Linked DNA regions of Mus musculus: region 1 is linked to region 2. A link is a contact called in public HiChIP or PLAC-seq data. All regions are on one chromosome and are shown on one strand. The core of a region is the stretch at or near the end of the contact, and the rest is flanking DNA. Distances in the headings are between cores, read along the strand shown.

What was found. HiChIP or PLAC-seq counts read pairs in DNA pulled down with a chosen protein or histone mark.
Region 1: a contact with region 2 is called in a FOXA1 HiChIP or PLAC-seq map of pancreatic cancer cells. The contact joins two enhancer-like sites. A contact is called at or near these places in 5 of 39 promoter capture datasets (the C10 cell line, the HPC-7 cell line, cranial neural crest and 2 more), 1 of 15 datasets of contacts at CTCF or cohesin (the NIH/3T3 cell line), 3 of 484 Hi-C or Micro-C datasets (bone marrow-derived macrophages, long-term hematopoietic stem cells and muscle stem cells), 6 of 115 datasets of contacts at active chromatin or transcription factors (embryonic stem cells, extraembryonic endoderm stem cells, forebrain and 1 more) and 1 of 9 other capture datasets (liver).

Annotation. Positions count from the first base shown.
Region 1 is chr10:59,821,338-59,827,452 of GRCm38.p6, forward strand. Micu1 (mitochondrial calcium uptake 1) reads left to right here. Exons shown (of 12, transcript NM_144822.3): 9 at 5,852-5,989. Among named protein-coding and RNA genes, the nearest start is that of Gm23803, 6.6 kb to the left of the region's middle. Within about 2 kb of position 4,249, at least 91 of the 459 cell types and tissues checked have an H3K27ac peak or open chromatin away from gene starts, as enhancers often do. A contact at or near this core is called in muscle stem cells and pancreatic cancer cells, where this site is marked.
Region 2 is chr10:59,536,803-59,543,382 of GRCm38.p6, forward strand. The region is part of intron 1 of Mcu (mitochondrial calcium uniporter); the gene reads right to left. Among named protein-coding and RNA genes, the nearest start is that of Gm40671, 35 kb to the right of the region's middle. Within about 2 kb of position 2,834, at least 171 of the 459 cell types and tissues checked have an H3K27ac peak or open chromatin away from gene starts, as enhancers often do. A contact at or near this core is called in muscle stem cells and pancreatic cancer cells, where this site is marked.

The DNA.
Region 1 (6,115 bases), core at 2,999-5,498, 290 kb after region 2:
AATGAGCTCATAGACAGGTGCGAGAAGTGCTGCCCAGTGGTCAGCTCTGACTCAAGCCATTTTAGACAGAACAGTTCATATTGACCTTTAACTTGATGAGTCCTACATAAAGCTTTGTGGAATTTCCTAAGATTAACAACCCTCATACAGAACATAACAGGGCATGTGGTCAGCATGACCCTGCTCTGAGTCAGGTCACTTCTCTGTGTCAGCAACTGGCAGGCATGTTACAGCAACAGTATGAAATAGCTGGTGGCAGGCATGGGACAAAATGGCTACAGCTATACTGTGGGGGTGGGAGGTGGGGAGTGGGCGGGGCGGGGCGGGGCGGGTCAGATCTCAACAATCCACTGGGGCAGGTCTTAAATCCACAGGCTCAGTGATCTTCCCTCCTCAACCTTCCATGTAGTGAGGACTGTAGGAGCGTACCACATTTCCCAGGCCCAACAAAACAGCCACAGAAGACAAGCAAGGTTTACCCTGGAGCACTGTGTGAACCAGGCTGGCCTCCACTTCAGAGGTCTGCCTCCTCAGCACTGGGACAAAGGCATGAGCCACCACGCCCAGCCTTGAGTGCTGGAATTAAAGGTGTTAAAGGTGTTTGCCACCTGGCTCCAGCTTAACCAGTCTTTTAAAATGTAAGAAGTCTTAAGATTTGGAATTGAAAAATATAGTTTAGTTTAGGCCAGGCATATCATGCAGAAGTAAAATAATTTCCCAGCATGCACAAGGACCCAGCACCACAAAACCCAGAGAAGTGTAGCAGTTTAGCTAATACTCTGTAATGTCATGGCGACTGGGATCATCCTGTTAGCCCTTGCTGAGCAGTGAGCTGTGGTGCCCGCATTCCAGACTGTAGACCTTCTTTCTCCACTTGCCAGGAGACAACCTGCACCAGACAGTAAAGATTCCTCTTGTGTTGAGAGACGCCCGTCCATTACATAAACAGATTTCAACTCAAACTTTAAAATACGTCACGATTCCCTTAAGAGGAGGGCTCCCATAGAGAATGGTGCCTGTAAGCCTTTTTCCTTTTCATGAACTAGTGGTATGAAACTCCAGACAGAAAGAACAATGGCACAGAGGCCCTGCCGTTCTGTCCCACTGAAGAGCACAGATGTGTCTGGCTAAGTGGCCTGAGGTCACTGTGCAGTGTGGCTCTGTGCGGTTCAGAAGCTAGGAAAGGCCTGGGGAAGCCTGTCATTCTGAAACACGGATATAGGGAGGGATTTGCAGAGGTTGTAACTGTACAGAGGAGCACACGGGCTTTCCTCATCCCAGAGTGCAGCGCCCTCCAAAGCCTTTGCTGAGCAGTGACACACTCTCAGACACTGATTTCTCTCTCCTTCTACTCGTTTTAGCCTCATTTTTTGGCACTTGTAATAAAACATGTATTTTTTTCTCCCTAGCTTTTCATCTTCCTCGGGTAGATAGATAGATAGATAGATAGATAGATAGATAGATAGATAGATAGATAGATAGGTATCATATAGCTAAATGTATATTATCTGTCCTTCCAAAAGACTAGCCCTCCTGTCACCAAGGAGCAGGGGTGGGAAGGAAAGGTGCACTGTGTTTAGAAAGCCAGGAAGAATCTCCCAGTGTTCGCTGTCTTCTCTTTTTTGGCCCTTCTTTGTGGCCCTGCAGCCCCTGGGGTCAACAGGAAGCTTGTATGCGGTTGAGAATGTGGTCGCGGCTGCATAGGGAAGCCACAAGCCTGGGCAGCTGCCTGTGAAACATGGGTAGGCAGACAGATGGTCAGTGATGTGCTGGCCTGCCTGCGCACGTTCTTCGCCACAGGGCGAAGGAAAATAGAATCCCTTAACTGTCACTGAAGCAGAGCTTAAGGGACCCCAGTTTAAGTGGGGCATGTGTTTGCTAAGTCGTGCAAGCCGGTAATGCAGACTGCTTCCAAGATACACAGTTGTTTTCTGCACTATGATAATTTTGTAATTACCTGGGTCTCTCCTTGAGGCCCTCGGTGACCTGGAGGACTGATTACATGCCTGTGACACTCCAAGGGCGCACCTGCAGGTTTGTCAGGATTTAACATATCCTGATTGATATGAGGCCCCCAACACACATACAGTAGAGGGCTTCCAGGTCTAGGTTCATTCAGAGATGATGCACCTAACCCTCAAGAGACTGGAGGCCCCAGGGAGTTTAGAGGTCAGATGGGGTGGAGGGTGCGGGCATCCGTGTGGAGACGGGGTGTGGTGGGGAGGAGGTGTGGGATGTGGAGCAGTTGGAGGGTGGGAGGGGAGGGGTGGGGAATGGAATATGGGGTGTAAAAAATAAATTACAAATTAAATTTTAAAAAAATATGTGGTGGTTTGAATAGGAGTGGCCCCTGTAGACTCATTAGAATGCTTGGCCCATAGGAAGTGGCACTCTTAGGAGGTGTGACCTTATTGAAGGAAGTGTGTCATCACTGTGTAGGAGGGCTTTGAGGTCATCTATGCTCAAGCTCTACCCAGTATGGTTGCACAGTTGCCTGTGCTGCCTACAGATCAAGATGTAGCTCTCTCAGCCCCATGTCTGCCTACACACCACCAGATATCGCACCAGTGATGACAATAAACTAAACCTCTGAGCCTGTAAGCCAGCACCAATGAAATGTTTTCCTTTTTAAGAGTTGCCATGGTCAAGGTGTCTCTTCATGGCAACAGAAATGCTAAGAAAGAATACAAGATGGGAGTCAGGCATGGCGGGGCACACTTAGAGAGCTGAGGCAGCAGGATCATGAGGTTGAGGCCAGTGTGGGCTGCACAGTGAGAAGTCTATGTCAAAAAAATAAGTGTACACATGATCTCTCCAGCCATGTAACATCTATCCATGGCCCTTGACATTTTAGTCAGTAGATCCCCGAAATGCAGTCCTCAAAACTCCCAAACTACCATTTAGTAGGTCTTCAACTTTAAAATGTTGAACAAGTAGAATGTTTGTGTCTGTTAGCAGATGTAGTGTGTGAAACACCTACCACCTACCTTCCCCCCCCACACACACACACGCCCTCTACCCCCACCCCACCCCACCCCACCCCACCGCACCCCTGCCAGCTTGGCCTCATTTAAGCCCTCAGAACCTAATGGCTTGGGGCTGGAGCTCAGTGTAGAGCCCTTGCCTGGTATGCACAAGACCCTGATCCTCTGCAACATGAAAAACCTCATTAGGTAGCTTTACCCCAGAAGACCCCGTAGGCTAAACTGAGAGATGCTGGCTGTCCAAAGTGAAAGCATAGAGCTGAAGCCATGAGTTTTGAAGTCGGCCAGGCTGCAGAAAGGACAAATATTGATGTTTAAGCCTTTTGGGTTCTAATTGCTTGATAATAGTGGAACATGTTACCAAAAGCCAAGTTTGTGTCTTCAAAAACTAGTAAAAATACTAATTTGAGCATTGAAATTGCTACTTGAGGCTCTCCCCTAGAAACTGCCCTTGAAACACAACAGAGGAATGTTTGTGCCTTTAGAGGGTGGAAACTGAAGGCTTTTCATGAACCCTGAGCAAGCCAGCCGCTGTCAGGTTTACAAACAAGAAGCATTTCAACTTCGAATCTGCCTTGTTCCACCCTGGTAGGGAGTTCCAGAAAGGCAGGCATGTCTATCCAGATCCTCCAGGCCAGCCCAGAGAGCCGCGGGGCACAGCTTTGGGGTAGACCCTGCCTGTAAATACATTCTGTATGGTCAACTCCAGCTCAGCCATCTGACCCTACGGGAAACCTGCTTTAAACAGTGCAAAACGTTGCCCGCTTTCAGAATTTTTATCAGTTCCTCCGTTTTGTTTCAGGATGGCAAATTGAGCCATAAATCAAACTTAAATCGAATCCCCCCAAAACTTTGGGTTTTGTCAGAAATTAATCAGTTCTGTGCAAGAGACGGAGTGACGGATGGGAACTGCTGTGGGCCCGAGTGGGAAAGGAGCCTCTGGCCTGTGGTGGTGATGTCGATTCCTTTGCAGGAGGAGTTGTGCTTTCCTTCAGCCGGCTCTCGGCCCCGCCCCTCCTCCCCACTGTTGTAGCTTATTCAGAATATCAGGGTGCTGCCCTGAAGGTTGCAGAGAAGTAGGGAATTTTGTGAATCCAGATGGACTACATCTGCTAACCCAGCTTAGTCAATTGCACGTTGCCTCAGGCTTCTTGTCTGCAAAGCAGAGCCAAGAAGCTCCACCGACCTGACAAAGATTTAAATGAGAGAGTGTACGGGGAACTTCTGGAGTGAGGTGCATGCGCAGTAAAGAGTTGTTATTGCGGTGTAGTTCTTGTGGCTTGTATACTCTGTGACTCATGAGGGAGGAAGCAAGACTGGAAAGAATCTACTCTTGGATATTTCCATTTTTATCACTGTCTTACATGTGTCATCTGCCTAGCAGAGGTCCCCAGGGATCTTCCTTCCCATGCCGCACGGTGACTCACACAGTGCTGGACAAGGAGAAGACGGTGGGGACATGCTTGTTGACATGAACTTACTTAGTACCATCTGACATCTGTGAACTCCCTCTCAGGAGAGCAGATCAACCCTGCCATGTGGGAGTGTGAGGACATTCTACCATCCTCCTGTCCTTTTGGCCCCTACTTGGCCACTAGGCCTACCCTGCCTTTTATAATTATTATTATTATTATTATTAGCCTTAATCAGCACTAGAGCTGGGCAGATATCCACCCTCTAAGCTATTAGAATCTATTTCCCCATTAATAACCCTGAGTTATAATTCTCCATGTTTCGTCTGAACTGCTCTTAACTTCAGTTGGCCAGTCCTCATAGCCATGCTTTCATGACTCTCCTACCCATGACATCTTCTTCTCCCATCCTCTCCCTCTCTCATGGTCTCCTCAGATCCCAAGCCTGGGAACTCCAAGCCCTGCCTATATCAATTCTGCCCAGCTATAGGCTGTAGGCATCTTCATTCACCAATCAGGAGTAACTTAGGGGTCAAGGTGACATTGCATCACTTGAGTCTATGTGCAGATTTTCTCATCCTTGGGGGCAACCAGGCCTTAGGGACCAGTATTTAGCATTATAATACATTATAATAATATAATTCTAATACATAGCAAAAGACCAAACCTCAACATTACGTGTTACATATTACATAGAACTAACATTGCAACTGGGACCAAGAGAGCTTCCTTGTCCTGTTTCTAAATGAAATCTCAGTGCTCTGATAAGCTTAGATTAGCTCAAGGTTCTTTGTCTTGTTACATATTTCTCTTAAGCATTATTGATGTCCTATCATTCAGATATCCTTTTTGAGAAAACTTGTTAATTACATTACGCTTGTTTGAAATCCTTAGGGATCTATTTGATTTTTGCATAAGCATGATTGATAAGACTTAAAATCCTTATTTTAAGTCTTCTCTAAGAAGCAAGGTCATGGATGATCTTAGAGACTGGTTATTACTATTAATGTATGAACTCTCGAACTCAGGAGGCAGAGGCAGGCAGAGCTCTGTGAGTTCGAGGCCAGCATGGTCTACATGCTGAGTCCCAGGCCAGCCAGGAACTCATAGTGAGAGCCTGTCTAAAAAGAAGAAAAGAGAAAAATTGTGAAATTTTCTATAGTTTTAAAATTGGCCCTGTTCCTCAAGGATGCTCCTGACCCAAGGGGGGATGGGGAGGGGTTGTCTGTTCTGAGTTTAACTGTTTGGTTTTATTATTATTGGTGCATATTAGTAACTCAGAGTAATGACCTTCATTGTGATGACGTCACACAGGCGTTTAAGCAGTTCTGCTTTCTCTGTGAGGAACCAAGGGCCAGATTCATTTCTCCCCTCAAACACAATTGATCATCCCACAGCCCACACCAAAATACCTTCCATGTAACTCCCAGAACACTCTGTCTGCTTCCTCCCCAGTTTGAACGCCATGACCCGGTAGATGGGAGAATCTCTGAGAGGCAGTTCGGGGGCATGCTGCTGGCCTACAGTGGAGTGCAGTCCAAGAAGCTGACCGCCATGCAGAGACAGCTGAAGAAGCACTTCAAAGATGGGAAGGTAGGTTGCCTCGGATACAGGGAGAAATAAAACCATGGGAACCTCTGGGTTTTGCAGAGGTATCAATAATAATGAGAACGTGTCGTGAACCATTCGGGAATGAATACATCTCTCAGCTCTAAGGCC
Region 2 (6,580 bases), core at 1,584-4,083:
CCACAAGGTCAGTGATTGCTAAGTGGCCATGATCTATTGAGCAAGTCAGGATACATGTATAAAAAGATATACCTTGAATTGTAACAATACTGAAGTGTGTGTGTGGGGGGGGTCAGTTCAGTCAAATTTATACAACCAAGAGAAATGAAATTTTCAGTAAGGAAAGATTACTGTGGGCTGGAGAGGCTAAAGAAGGCTTTTTTTCTGGGGCTGGAGAGATGGCTCAGCAGTTAAGAACACTGACTGTTCTTCCAGAGGTCCTGAGTTCAATTCTCAGCACCCACATGGTGGCTCACAACCATCTGTAATGGGATGCAATGCCCTCTTCTGGTGTGTCTGGAGACAGCTACAGTGTACTCATACACATAAGATAAATAAATAAATCTTAAAAAAAAGAAAAAAAAAAGAATAGATGGCCTTTCCCCATCGCACCCCAGCCAGGCCCAAAACAGGCACACATTCTGTGCCACAAGGTGCAAACTCAGCATAATTGTCTTTCAATTTATATTTTCTTCAACTTGATATAAAGGTCGTTTATAGTGTTAAACTTGGGAAAAGTTTATTGAATGCTTAAGAATACGTCCCTTGAACAATCCCTCCCTTCCTACATACGCATGTCCTTGCGTTTGGCCATGTGAGGTCCAGTCCATGGTGACTTCTAAAAGAAGGTAGGGAAACCTGAGCTTACTGGTGTGGACGAAAGCAGGTAGCAAGGAGACAACTAACGCTGCAGACGTCTCTGCCCACGCATCATGTCTTCAGGAAGGCTGCACTTAGTCGGAAAGCTGGGGACACTGTATGTGCGTGCTTCTGCATAATTTAATCCCAACCCTCCTGTGACCTGTAACTATCATCCTTACCCTTTCTATAAACACTGACACCCAGGGCGGGCACAGGGCAGAGAGCAGCCCGTGACTGAAATCAGACACATCTGATTCTAAGCACAGCTCTTCCCACGATGTGACTCATTGGGAGGAGAGTAAACAATGGCTGGCTACTCCCTAACATTCCAGTGCAGTCCACAGCAGCCCAGCTATTGAACCAACCCTGCCAAAACCCCACAGCCAGCCGGGACTACAAACTGGTGTTGCCTCTGACTCTGCAATTCATACCTACTGAAATGATCTCTCAACAGATCAGTCTACTAAAGTGTCTTTATTTTATTTTATTTTATTTTATTTTATTTTTTAAGACAGGGTCTCACTATGTAGCTCTGGCTCTCTGGAACTCACTACGTAGGCCAGACTGGCCTCGAACTCAGAGAGCTGCCTGCCTCTGTCTTCTGAGGGCTGGGATTTAAGGTATGTGCTACCACACTGGCGATCTGTCATCTTGTGTGTTCACTGTAGTAAACTGCCTTCCTTGAGTCTTGTAACTCTCCTCTCAAACTGGAGAGAAGCGGCTTGGAGTGGAGGAAGTGGCTATTTTCTTCAGGATCCCTAAATTGCTCGACATGTCCCTGGAATACACAGTCAGTAAACAACTATTAATTAAGAGTTGCTGAGCAACGCTCCTTTGATTTCTATAAAAACCTCCTTTGTCTCAGGGATCCCTTCATTCATTTCCATGATTACACCGACAACTGACACTAGATTAAAATAAATGGCTACACATGCATTATAGTGCTTTTCTTGCAAATTAAAATAAGATGAAAACCCGCAGCCTTGTGAGGTCTTACAGAAGCCTGGCCCGGGGACACTCGGAGATAAATGGAGCTTCATTTCCACTTGGAGAATTTACATAGACACTCAAAGTGAGAAAGAAAACGCAATTCTTGACTACATACCAACACATAAAAGCAGCTCATCTCAACCCCAGATAAATAGCTACTGAGCAAGCGTGCCTCCCTAGAGTACCTCTGGCTCTTTCATATTCAGTTTCCTCTAAGCTGCCACTAAATGTGACGGTCACAGAATGTTTTTAGACACTGGGGTTTCTATTATGACCATTTAAAATAAAAACAAAAACAAAACTCTGGTGTGTTTTTAAAATGTCACCCTCAGTCTCTGCATACCACCTGCAACTTTACGGGACCCCAGTGGGAGGGGTGGCTGGGGAGGAATCAGGATGGTGTGTGAAGGCAGAGATGACAAGTGTGGTAAGCTCAACCACTAACCTTGCCGCAGAAGCACCAAGGTTATGAGGAAAGCCCTGACTGGCAGCAGCGCAGGCAGGGTTGTCTGGAGAGGCGGCCACCACCAGGCGTTCCGCTCACTGTGTGAGGGAGCTGAGGAGATTCTCCTGCTGGATCACGCAAGGGCAGCTGCATGCCTAGCAGCTACAACAGTGGTTCTCAACCTGGGGGTCGCGATCCCTCTGACAAAACCCTCTATTATCCAAGATTACAGTTATGGAGTAGCAACAAAAATAGTGTTGTGGCTGGGGGTCAGCACAACATGAGGAACTTTATTAAGGGGTCACGGGACGAGGAAGGTCCTGAACCACTGAGCTAGGGGCAGGAGAACTCTAGGTGAGGGAGAACAAGGGCCACCCCTGCCTGTGCATCCTAGAATCGCAAACTCATTTGGCAACAGCAAGGTCCTTCTTGAACAGCTTCATCAAGGGAGTAAAAGCTACGTTCTCCAGAAACTGATTGGCGTTTTAAATCATTCTCTTCATGCTTTCCTGCTCCTCTCTGCAACAAGAGCACGGGCCACTCTGGTGCTGAAATGCATTAGCATTTAGGAATTACCCGAATTGCTCTTGGGGGGAGGGATCCCCGTGGCAAGATATGGCTGCTGTTCTGCACACTTCAGGCGGAGCGCGCCCAGCTCTCGCCCACGCACACCTACGGCCAGGCTTTCCCCGCCGCCGCCGCCACCGCTGCTCTGAACCTAGCAGGCTGCTGCTCCGCCTCCCTGGACAGCAGCACATTAGCATTGCTGGGAGCTGCCCACAACCCAGAGGGCTTTTCCTGACAGACAAGGACAGTCAGAGATTTAATCCCTACAGACAACTGCTTTGTGGGACTTTCCAGCAAGCCCATTGCCAATTCTTCAACCTCTCTCCTACAGCTAAATGCAGTCCACTGAAAAGATTCCATTTGCTCTCAACAAAATTCAGGAAAATCAGACGTGACTACCCCGGAGCTCGATTTTAAAGTTAATGAATCACATTCACGTTAGTTAGCTTTAAACCCGGCAGTTGCTATCTGCACTGAGGGACACTTTTCAAGGAGATCTAATAAAACTGAGCCGCATCCTCCCAATGGGGCGGTTATTACTTGGATAGGAGCTGAAAAATGAAAACTAAGAAAGCAAAATCCTTCATGCTCCCCTTTGCCTCTGATCAAATCTTGCCCCTCTCTGCCTGTCATTCGCTTTGGGTCTCAAGGCAAAGTAGAATAAAGTCTATTTGGAATGCTGACACCTCCTAGATCCAGGCCTGGGGCTACCCACCCCTGCAGTACAGCACAGTGGGTTAACCCAGAAGCCACAGCACCCAGCAGTGTGGGTCTCCCACAACAGGAAGGACTAAGCCAGAAGCCACAGCACCCAGCAGTGTGGGTCTCCCCACAATAGGAAGGACTAAGCCAGAAGCCATAGCACCCAGCAGCGTGGGTCTTCCCCTGGCCTCCCTTGGACTCTGCAGCAGGGTTAATTGTGTGGAACAGCCAAAATGGTATAGTAATTGGATATTGACTTTGGGGGGTTGATAATTTCTTTAACGCCTATGGCCTCAGACTTTCTAATGAGCCTTTCCTTAATCTGTGGTTGAAAACTGAAGAGTTGAGGACACGGTAAAAGATTTTCTAAGAAGGAAAGGAGAGAGGGCAGATGCAGGTGAATATTTTGCCCAGTCACACTCCTAGCCTTTGGAGGTCAGCATGGAAGGCCCTTCCTGCAGGCATCCTTTTAGGGGTGCAGGCCATTCCCTACCACCCCCTATCTGTATGCTTTGCCTGGAAAACTCCCTGCTTTCTCTTTTCTTTGGAGAAAAAATAAACCGTGTCTGCTCTATATTAATGATTTACAACAATCCCTTCCCCATCTCTATCCTGTAAGGTTTAACTTGGGCATTCCACTCTTGGACTTTTCCCACAAAAGAAAGCAGACTAGAAACCTGCTTTCTAGAGGTAAGCACACAGCATACCTCTACCAAGTGATAAGATCCATCTTGAAAGCAGTCTCCATGATGACGTCTCTAGCCAGCATGGAGGATGGATGTGCAACTCGGTGACTTCAATCAAACTATTTAATGAAGTACTTAAGGTAGATATTGATTATGCTTAAAGTGCATTCTGCAAACCTCACGTCAATTGAGTTACTGTTTCTTTTTTTATAGATGAGAACTCCCTTCACACTTTCCTGTAGAACTGCTGGCTTCAGGTTAGACACCACCAGTCTCAAGGCCTTGCCTAGTTCTGCGCTAAGTTGGTTCAAGGCTAGACAGCTGCACTACTCAGGGTAACCTCTGGCTTGATGTGCACATATGTAAGGAACTAAACAACTAGTGAGAGGAACAACCAGACGCACATCCTGATGAAGTGAAAAAATAAAGCAACCTGGGGGGGGGGCTGGTGCATTTTAACTGCTGTGTTACCAAAGCTGGCCTGATCCTCCAGCTTCAGCCTCCCAAGTGCTGGGCTAGGTAGGATTTGTAAGTGCAAGGGGATGAGAGAGGATGGGGAGGGAACACGCATACCGTGAAGGCAGGGATGTAGGTGGCACTCGAGGGCACAGGAATGAACACACCTAAGCAGCCCGCATTGTCTACCGACAGTTAGTGCTCCTGGTTCCTGAATGCATGGCCAGGCAGCCCTTGTTCTTCATTTTGGTTCTAGTCAGCAAGGGTGATGGAAGATTCCGGAACACAATGCAGAGACTCACGATCCAGGAACTGGAGCGAGAAGTCTGCAGAGTCCTGGCAGCCCTCAGAGTTTCTCTCATGGAAGGGATCCCAGACCCAGACATCTGATGGAGACGAGAGGGTACTTCCTGCCTCTGCAGATGCTGCCCAGGGATGGTGCTAAGTCAGTGTCCGCTCTGTTAGCATCCTCTATAGAGATCTCGTCGCTAGCCGGGCTTGAGGATCATTACCCTTTTGGCTGATCTGCAAGGACCGTAAATGTATCACAGCCACCAAGACAAGTGGGGTGGGGAGAAACTGGCGTGAGAATATTCCTCTTTTCCTAAGGGATGTTGGAAATGAAACAGCTTTTGCTCATTCTTCACCTAGGAATTAGCTTGAGTAAAGTTCTCTCAGTGGTTCCTAAGACAAAAACATCTGCATATGTTCAGCTATAGGACTCTCCAGACTGAGTCCCAAAGATTGGTTTTAGCTAAAAAATGGGGTAAGTAAATGATGCCCCGCATCTCCAGCACTGTTGTTTTTGGGGGACAGAAGCTGGGAGTCCACACCACCTATAACCCAGCTAACCTTAAGCAGGCTTTAACTCCACACTGGTTCATGTGAAATCTAGGAAAGTCAGGAGGCTGTATCCAGAAGCAAAGTAAGCCACTGGGAAATCCCAAATGTTTGCAGCCAGGCTGAAAACACGATTAGTCTCCATAGCTAAACAAACAGGTCCCTGGTGGCTTCAAGCTGCCTCCACCTTGACAAGTTCCTCTCCGTGCACTCCTTAACTGACAAGTTCGATTCCAAAGTCTCCTGGCCGCTAGTAACAAGAGGCCAGGCCCTGCGTGCGGATAACTCCGCTCCGAGCTTCTCCCTTTCCTCCCATACCAGCGCTCCAATTCCGAAAACTGTGTTAAGGTGGGAAAACAAAAATTAACCAGATATCTCTGCATATCAGACCATCACAGTGTATATTAAGCGGCCACCACAATGTCACCAAGTTAAAACATCATCCATTATTTCATGTGTTTGTATTATACTTAGAGGCTGTGTTTAATTCCTTAAGGCTCCTTTTCCCATCTTAAATTTTTTTTTAATTTAAAAAAGTTTAGTGGTAATAGCAGGAGTGTGCACACATGCACATGGGCACATGTACATGCACGTGACGTAAGTGTGTGGTCTCCCCTGCCAGCACACAAGTATGTAGGTCCGAGAGGACTGGTTCACAGGGCTGGTTCTTCTTTTGCATTTATGGGAGTGAACTCAGACCAGCAGGCTAGCTTGACAACTGGCAGACCTCCATCTAAAATCAGATTTGACTCTCGTCTCGTAATGACCCTGTGAGTGTGAGAAAGATATTTACATGGGGGACAACTAGGATGCAGATGACAAGGCAAAATGCAGCCACTGCTATTCCAAGTCTTCCCTAGACCTTCCTAGATGGCGAGAAGTTTAGGAGGCCAATCATAAGAGGGGCTGTGTGGTCTCATTCGAATCTCGAAGCCCCGGTGCTCCTGCTCTGCACGTGGGATTGTGGAAACTTACTTAACAAGAGATGACTGTGGTATCTTGCTTCCACTCTTCCTAACTCATCCACACCAGACACACACAGAGACTCACACACAAATCTATACCAGCCAAGCATTTGCAAGAACTGGCAGATTTAATTTCCCACGTCCTTCCCCAATGGGAGTTTTAAAACATACATTTGATATGTAATTTATATTTCATAAAAGTCACATTTTAAAGTGTATACATGGGCGGTCTTGTTACATTTGGAGTT